Regions from separate parts of the Mus musculus genome. Here region 1 is linked to region 2. The links are chromatin contacts, called in public Hi-C maps. All regions are on one chromosome and are shown on one strand. Each heading gives the region's core, a stretch centred on a gene start, on an enhancer-like site or on the middle of the called end of the contact. The rest is flanking DNA. Distances are from core to core; before and after follow the strand shown.

Evidence for each region. A called contact is a pair of places that touch in the nucleus more often than the background predicts.
Region 1: a contact with region 2 is called in a Hi-C map of the HPC-7 cell line, with 1.8 times the contacts expected there. The contact joins two enhancer-like sites. A contact is called at or near these places in 2 of 484 Hi-C or Micro-C datasets (the HPC-7 cell line and liver), 1 of 115 datasets of contacts at active chromatin or transcription factors (the HPC-7 cell line) and 1 of 9 other capture datasets (embryonic stem cells).

Annotation. Positions count from the first base shown.
Region 1 is chr16:58,015,887-58,018,586 of GRCm38.p6, reverse strand. No RefSeq gene overlaps it. Among named protein-coding and RNA genes, the nearest start is that of Gm41463, 130 kb to the left of the region's middle. Within about 2 kb of position 1,361, at least 6 of the 459 cell types and tissues checked have an H3K27ac peak or open chromatin away from gene starts, as enhancers often do. A contact at or near this core is called in the HPC-7 cell line, where this site is marked.
Region 2 is chr16:57,856,704-57,859,403 of GRCm38.p6, reverse strand. No RefSeq gene overlaps it. Among named protein-coding and RNA genes, the nearest start is that of Gm24039, 26 kb to the left of the region's middle. Within about 2 kb of position 1,338, at least 67 of the 459 cell types and tissues checked have an H3K27ac peak or open chromatin away from gene starts, as enhancers often do. A contact at or near this core is called in the HPC-7 cell line, where this site is marked.

The DNA of each region.
Region 1 (2,700 bases), core at 112-2,611, 160 kb before region 2:
AACAATGGGTACCCCTAAGGCTAAGAATCATGTCCTCCACATTACTTAATTTGATATACTCTGTGGAGGTATCTGTTCCAATTCATTCCTTGTTCTTGCTGGGGAGATCTCATACATACTAGATAAGCTAGGAAATTGCTAAGATAAGAAAGCAATCACTAGTTTAAAAAAAAAAGAAGATGAGTAATCATATTTCTAAATTAGAAGAATATATGAAAATAATATAATTGATCTGGTTCACAGAGAATAAAGTGGTTGCTTTTGGTAGCGTGTAAAGCAGAGATAAAAACCTATCCGAGGTTCATCTGACTAAATCCTGTGCATTCTTAGTCTGTTATTTGCTTTCTATAATTCCAGAAAGTTCATACTAAGTACATTCCAGGTTAACAAGCCTTTCCTCGCAGTTTTATAGTTTCCAATTATATTCAGCAAAGAAAATGTTATTTTACAAACAACAACAACAGCAATGACAACAGCAACAAGAACAGTCCTGGTAGCTTCATTTAACCCTGCAAAGTATCAGGAGTGATTGGCAACTGGAATAAAAGAAAAAGAAAGAAACATAGATTAAATTTTGTGGTAATAGTCATTCACAAAAGGGAAAAAAATGGGTTCGATATGAGAACTGGAATCTGACCAACACAATGACCACCCAGGAGATCAAGAGACTATTTGTGGTGTCTAGGAACTCAGGAATTATATTCTCTACATTTTTCTCACATCATCATTATTTATACCACGAATATATGGCATTTCTAAAGAATGATCTGTTATTTAGAATACCATATTCAAACAGGGTTTTCAACACTGATTGAACAGAATAAACTGGGAGCTCGGTAAAGTAAGTATATAGTGAGAAAAAAATAGGTTTCCAAAAATTAAAAGGAAAAAATCATACTTTAATTAAATTTTGTATATTCAGAAATTGTATCTTTATCTTTGTGGATGTTTCTACATGATGTGTGGCAGAATGCCTTTTCTCCTATATGGTATTTTCAGTCCTTCCCCTAACAGTGCTGAGTACTGTGAATGAGATTTTGAGGAAGAGGCAACCAGAAGAAGTCCTGCTGCTTAGTGTTGCAACTGAAGCAGCAAGGGACTGAGGCCTTGTGTTGTTCCTTCCCTTCAGTGTGATTGGATATCAACTAGAAGTTTCTAAGATAAGTCTGATATCATCTGAACCTGGTATTTTGGAGCCATCAGAAGACTAAAGATGAAGCTTCTTAATACAAATATATAAAGATATTTAAAAAAACAAAGGCATGGATAACAGGAAACAGAAAATTAACTAATAGAATGATTGAGCCAGGCAGTGACTAAGGAGAAAAAATAACCACCTGCAAATGTGGAGTAAGAAGAAAGGGCTCTAACCAAAAGAGCAGAACTAGTAGAAACAGGATTAAATGGAGCAAAGGAAAATGTAGAAAGCACATTAGTGGGGGGAAATGACCACATAATGAGATCTGTCAGTCTGTGGAAAGTCATGGAGGGAAGTGGTAGAAACCCCATCACTTGATTCATTTTTAGCTAAGCTGGAAAAATTGCTCCATTAAAATAAGCTGCCCTGCTGTGGAAGAGGGGAAGCAGGATGGTGAACCCTGGGTCTTTTCATCCTTCAGTTATGAAGAAGAACTGAAAGTTAAACAAGGGGACAACCCTGTGGTGCCATTGCAGAGTCCACAGATAGCTGTGATGAGTGAAACGTACAAATGAGAGAGAAAACCCGCTAAGTCGCCAAAATGTCATTAAATCAGCAAAGCTAAAGAGAAAATGACTTTTAAAAGAGTTAGGTGTTATTAAGGTTTTTTTTTAATTCACAATAAATTTTCAAACTTACCTTAACCTTCCTTGTAAATGTTGGTGCACTTTTATGACTACCCGAGTTAGACAAACAAAAGTGTGTCTTGGCACTTGGCTCCTTGGTTCCTTCGAAACAAGCCTCTGGGCCTCCAAGGGACCAGAATGTTGCCATATGGCTCCCAGAAATACTGGGTGATAAGTTAGTCTGAATACAGATAATATACACTCATTAAGTATGACATAAAATGTTAATCATGCAAAGTGCATTGTCAGAGAATACCAAGATGACAAAAGTATCTTGGAAAAACCAAACTGGGAGAAACATATGGCCTTTGAGAATCTAAGTATCATGTCATCTTTCTTTGGAGTAGTTCACCCCTTCTGACTCTTAGAATCTTTCTGCCTCCTCTTCTGCATAGATCCATGAACCTGGAGGGAAAAACTTCCACAAAGACCTCGCAATTGTTTTCCAGCCTTTCACTCTGAGGTAGTGTCTGTCTTTTTCCCTGGGATGGGTTTCCTGTAAGCAGCAAAATATTGGATCCTGTCTGTCTATGTAGTCACTCTGTTAGTCTATGTCTTTTTATTGGGGGAATTGAGTCCATTGATATTAAGAGATATTATGGATCACATGGCCCCCAATGAAGGAGCTTGAGAAAGTACCAAAGAAGCTAAAGGGATCTGCAACCCTATAGGTGGAACAACATTATGAACTAACCAGTACCCCGGAGCTCTTGACTCTAGCTGCATATGCATCAAAAGATGGCCTAGTCGGCCATCACTGGAAAGAGAGGCCCATTGGACACGCAAACTTTATATGCCCCAGTACAGGGGAACGCCAGGGCCATAAAAGGGGAGTGGGTGGGTAGGGGAGAGGGGGTGGGTGGCTATGGGGGACTT
Region 2 (2,700 bases), core at 89-2,588:
GGTTGTCTAGGAAGTGTGGACTTCCCTCGTGTACTAAGGAAATACTAATAGCTCATTTTTCACAGTGGTATGATTTATTTGCTCCACTTACATTTGGTAGCATTGTCTTGCCCCAGGCTTATTGCTAAATAATACAGAAGCTAGAAGGAAATAGAATAAGCCAGTTGAGAATGTGAACCATGTGGGGAGGTCAAGACACACTCCCACATGCCCACACAACACATGACTTTGTGGTTTCTTCTATCGCTGTGAACGAGACTGCCACTTCTATCACCATCATTAATTAAAACGAACATTCTTAAAGCTTGTACACCATCCATTCATTGTAGGGCTAAGCAGGATTATTCCAGGCTTCAGCCCAAGTTCTCGAAAAGCCTAGCTGATTAAAAGGCATTAACATCTGTGTTTTGCCAGCACTGATTATACTGATTGCTGGCAAGTGTTTTCTGCTCAGACCCAACAAGGGAGCTACAGAAAATCTCAGTGAGCAGGACGCTTACTCAGACCGAACACCACTGACTGAATTATCTGCTCCCTCCTTGGCAAGGGACTAAGACTAACTTAGTGTCTTCCAGGCACTTTGCAGAGCGGGTACCTTGTGGCTGATCAGCTGACAAGCATTTAGATGGCATCTAAGATTGAACAGTGGAGGCTGCAAAGCCTTAGGAGACTGGTGATCAATCCTAAGTAATCCAAAGACTTAAAACATGCAGCTCTTACCTTTTACCCCCTGACTTTTTCCATGGACTCATTTTGTGTAAGTGCTGCTAATGAAAAGGGAAAGAAAGAGGAATTCAATTAAGTCAAATCTGGCGTGACAGAAGAGAGAGGCTCTGGGATCATCCACAGAAATTCATTGCCTATCAACATTTCTGCATCTTTCTTCAGTGGAATTAATCAGGAAAGGTTAGCTGAGGTTTGAATCCTTCTAAGCCTGAAGATCCCTTGCAAAACAGCACCTCTGAACAGAGGGCTAGCAGAATGGAATGCATTTGTTAGGGATCCAACACAGCAGCCTGGAAGCCCCCTGTTGCCTGTGATAAGAATAAATCAGCTGAGAGTCCTTTGTGTTTTTAAAACAAAGCAAACCCAGAAGCAGTGACTTGCAAGTTTGCAGCAGGCTTATCTAGCTCACTTCAGGAGTGCTTGCTTGTGCCCACTCTGGATGTTTTCTTTTCACAAACAGAAAGTTGAATCAACAACTTTCTTGGCACTCTGGTCTCGGTAGGTAAAAGGGTCTGTGAAATGTGGAATGAAATTCTCAGGTTTTGAAAGTGATACTGCAAGGTTAGGAAAATAAACGACTTGATGATTGTTTTGCTAGCTAACTTAAACTCTGTTCTGCGTCACAACACCGGACTTCATTGCAAGAAAACAGACAGCAAAGGGGAGCAGGGTATACTCAGACCTGAGTGCTGCTTTGGGGGGATAAAATTGACCTACACCTGTGTTTACCCCTACTGGGCACTACTATCATTAATATCACAAATTAGGTAGTTTGCTAATTCTTTTGCATATTTTTTCTCCTGTCTTCATGAGATTTCCAGTAATCCTTCAATGTAGATGGAACAGAAACTAAGACATGCTAAGTATCACAGTATTTTTTAAGACCACTACCCTCCCCATCATCCTCTCCACGAGTGGTCACTTAGCATTTGAAAAATCCCTGTCTCTGCTCAAGGTCTAATGTGGATCATCTCTTTTAATCCTCACTACCACCCTATGCAACTGATCTTGTTTCTGTTTTACAAATGAGAGAACATGGTTGATTGGAGACTAGAATCACACAGTTGTGAGTCCAAGTCTAGAGTTCTTTCCATATTGTTTTAATAATAGAGTTAACAAAGAACAAAGGGAGTGCTAAAGTTTCCAATTCATTTCATATCAGCTTCCTCTAGACCAAAATAAGGCTAGACAGAGACCATGAAAAGAAAGCTCCATTTGCAGCCCCTTCCTAGAATAAAGCAAACATGCAATAGGCTAAAATATTTGCAAATCTTTTGGCACTTTGCAAACTGCACTGGGGCTGTCGTCTCTCTAGGCTTGAAGCTTAATGTAAACATCTTCCAAACCTGCTACTGATCAGAAAATGTCATTTTCTAAAATGCTTTGTCATAAAGTCTGCCAATGTCAGATAGACTTCCATGCCAGATAAGACTCTTGGTTTCCAAACTACCCTGGTTATAACCCAGTAGGTCTTTGTCTATGGCAAGTCTTTAATGAGTGCTTACTGAAAGAATACAGTAAAGGAAAATGGAGATGGCAAAGGCACTGTTTTTTTCCTGCCATTTTGAAATATGTCATGCTCTAAATGCCAAGACAGACACAAAGGATCACATGTTTAATAACTGTTACAATAGACATTCTTTTCTTAGGTCTTGAAGATGAAAATTCCCTGGGAAGAAAATGGCATGTAGGAAGCCCATAGGAACATCACTAATCTGATAAAAAAGGTGTTATAAGAAGTCATGGACATTCAGCTTGGGAGAAATCCATGCCCTCCCTGAGATGACTAAGATTTGTATCATCAGTTCACAGAGCGGAGGTTTTAGAGGAAGCAGGCAGTTGCACAGGAAGTTCATCATTAAAACTATCCCCTCACGAGGCTGAAAGTCTCTACACTTACAGGAAACTAGCTGTTATTCTAGGAGAAGCATAAAACAAAACCCACCAGGGGTATCTCAGCCAATTGTGGCCCTG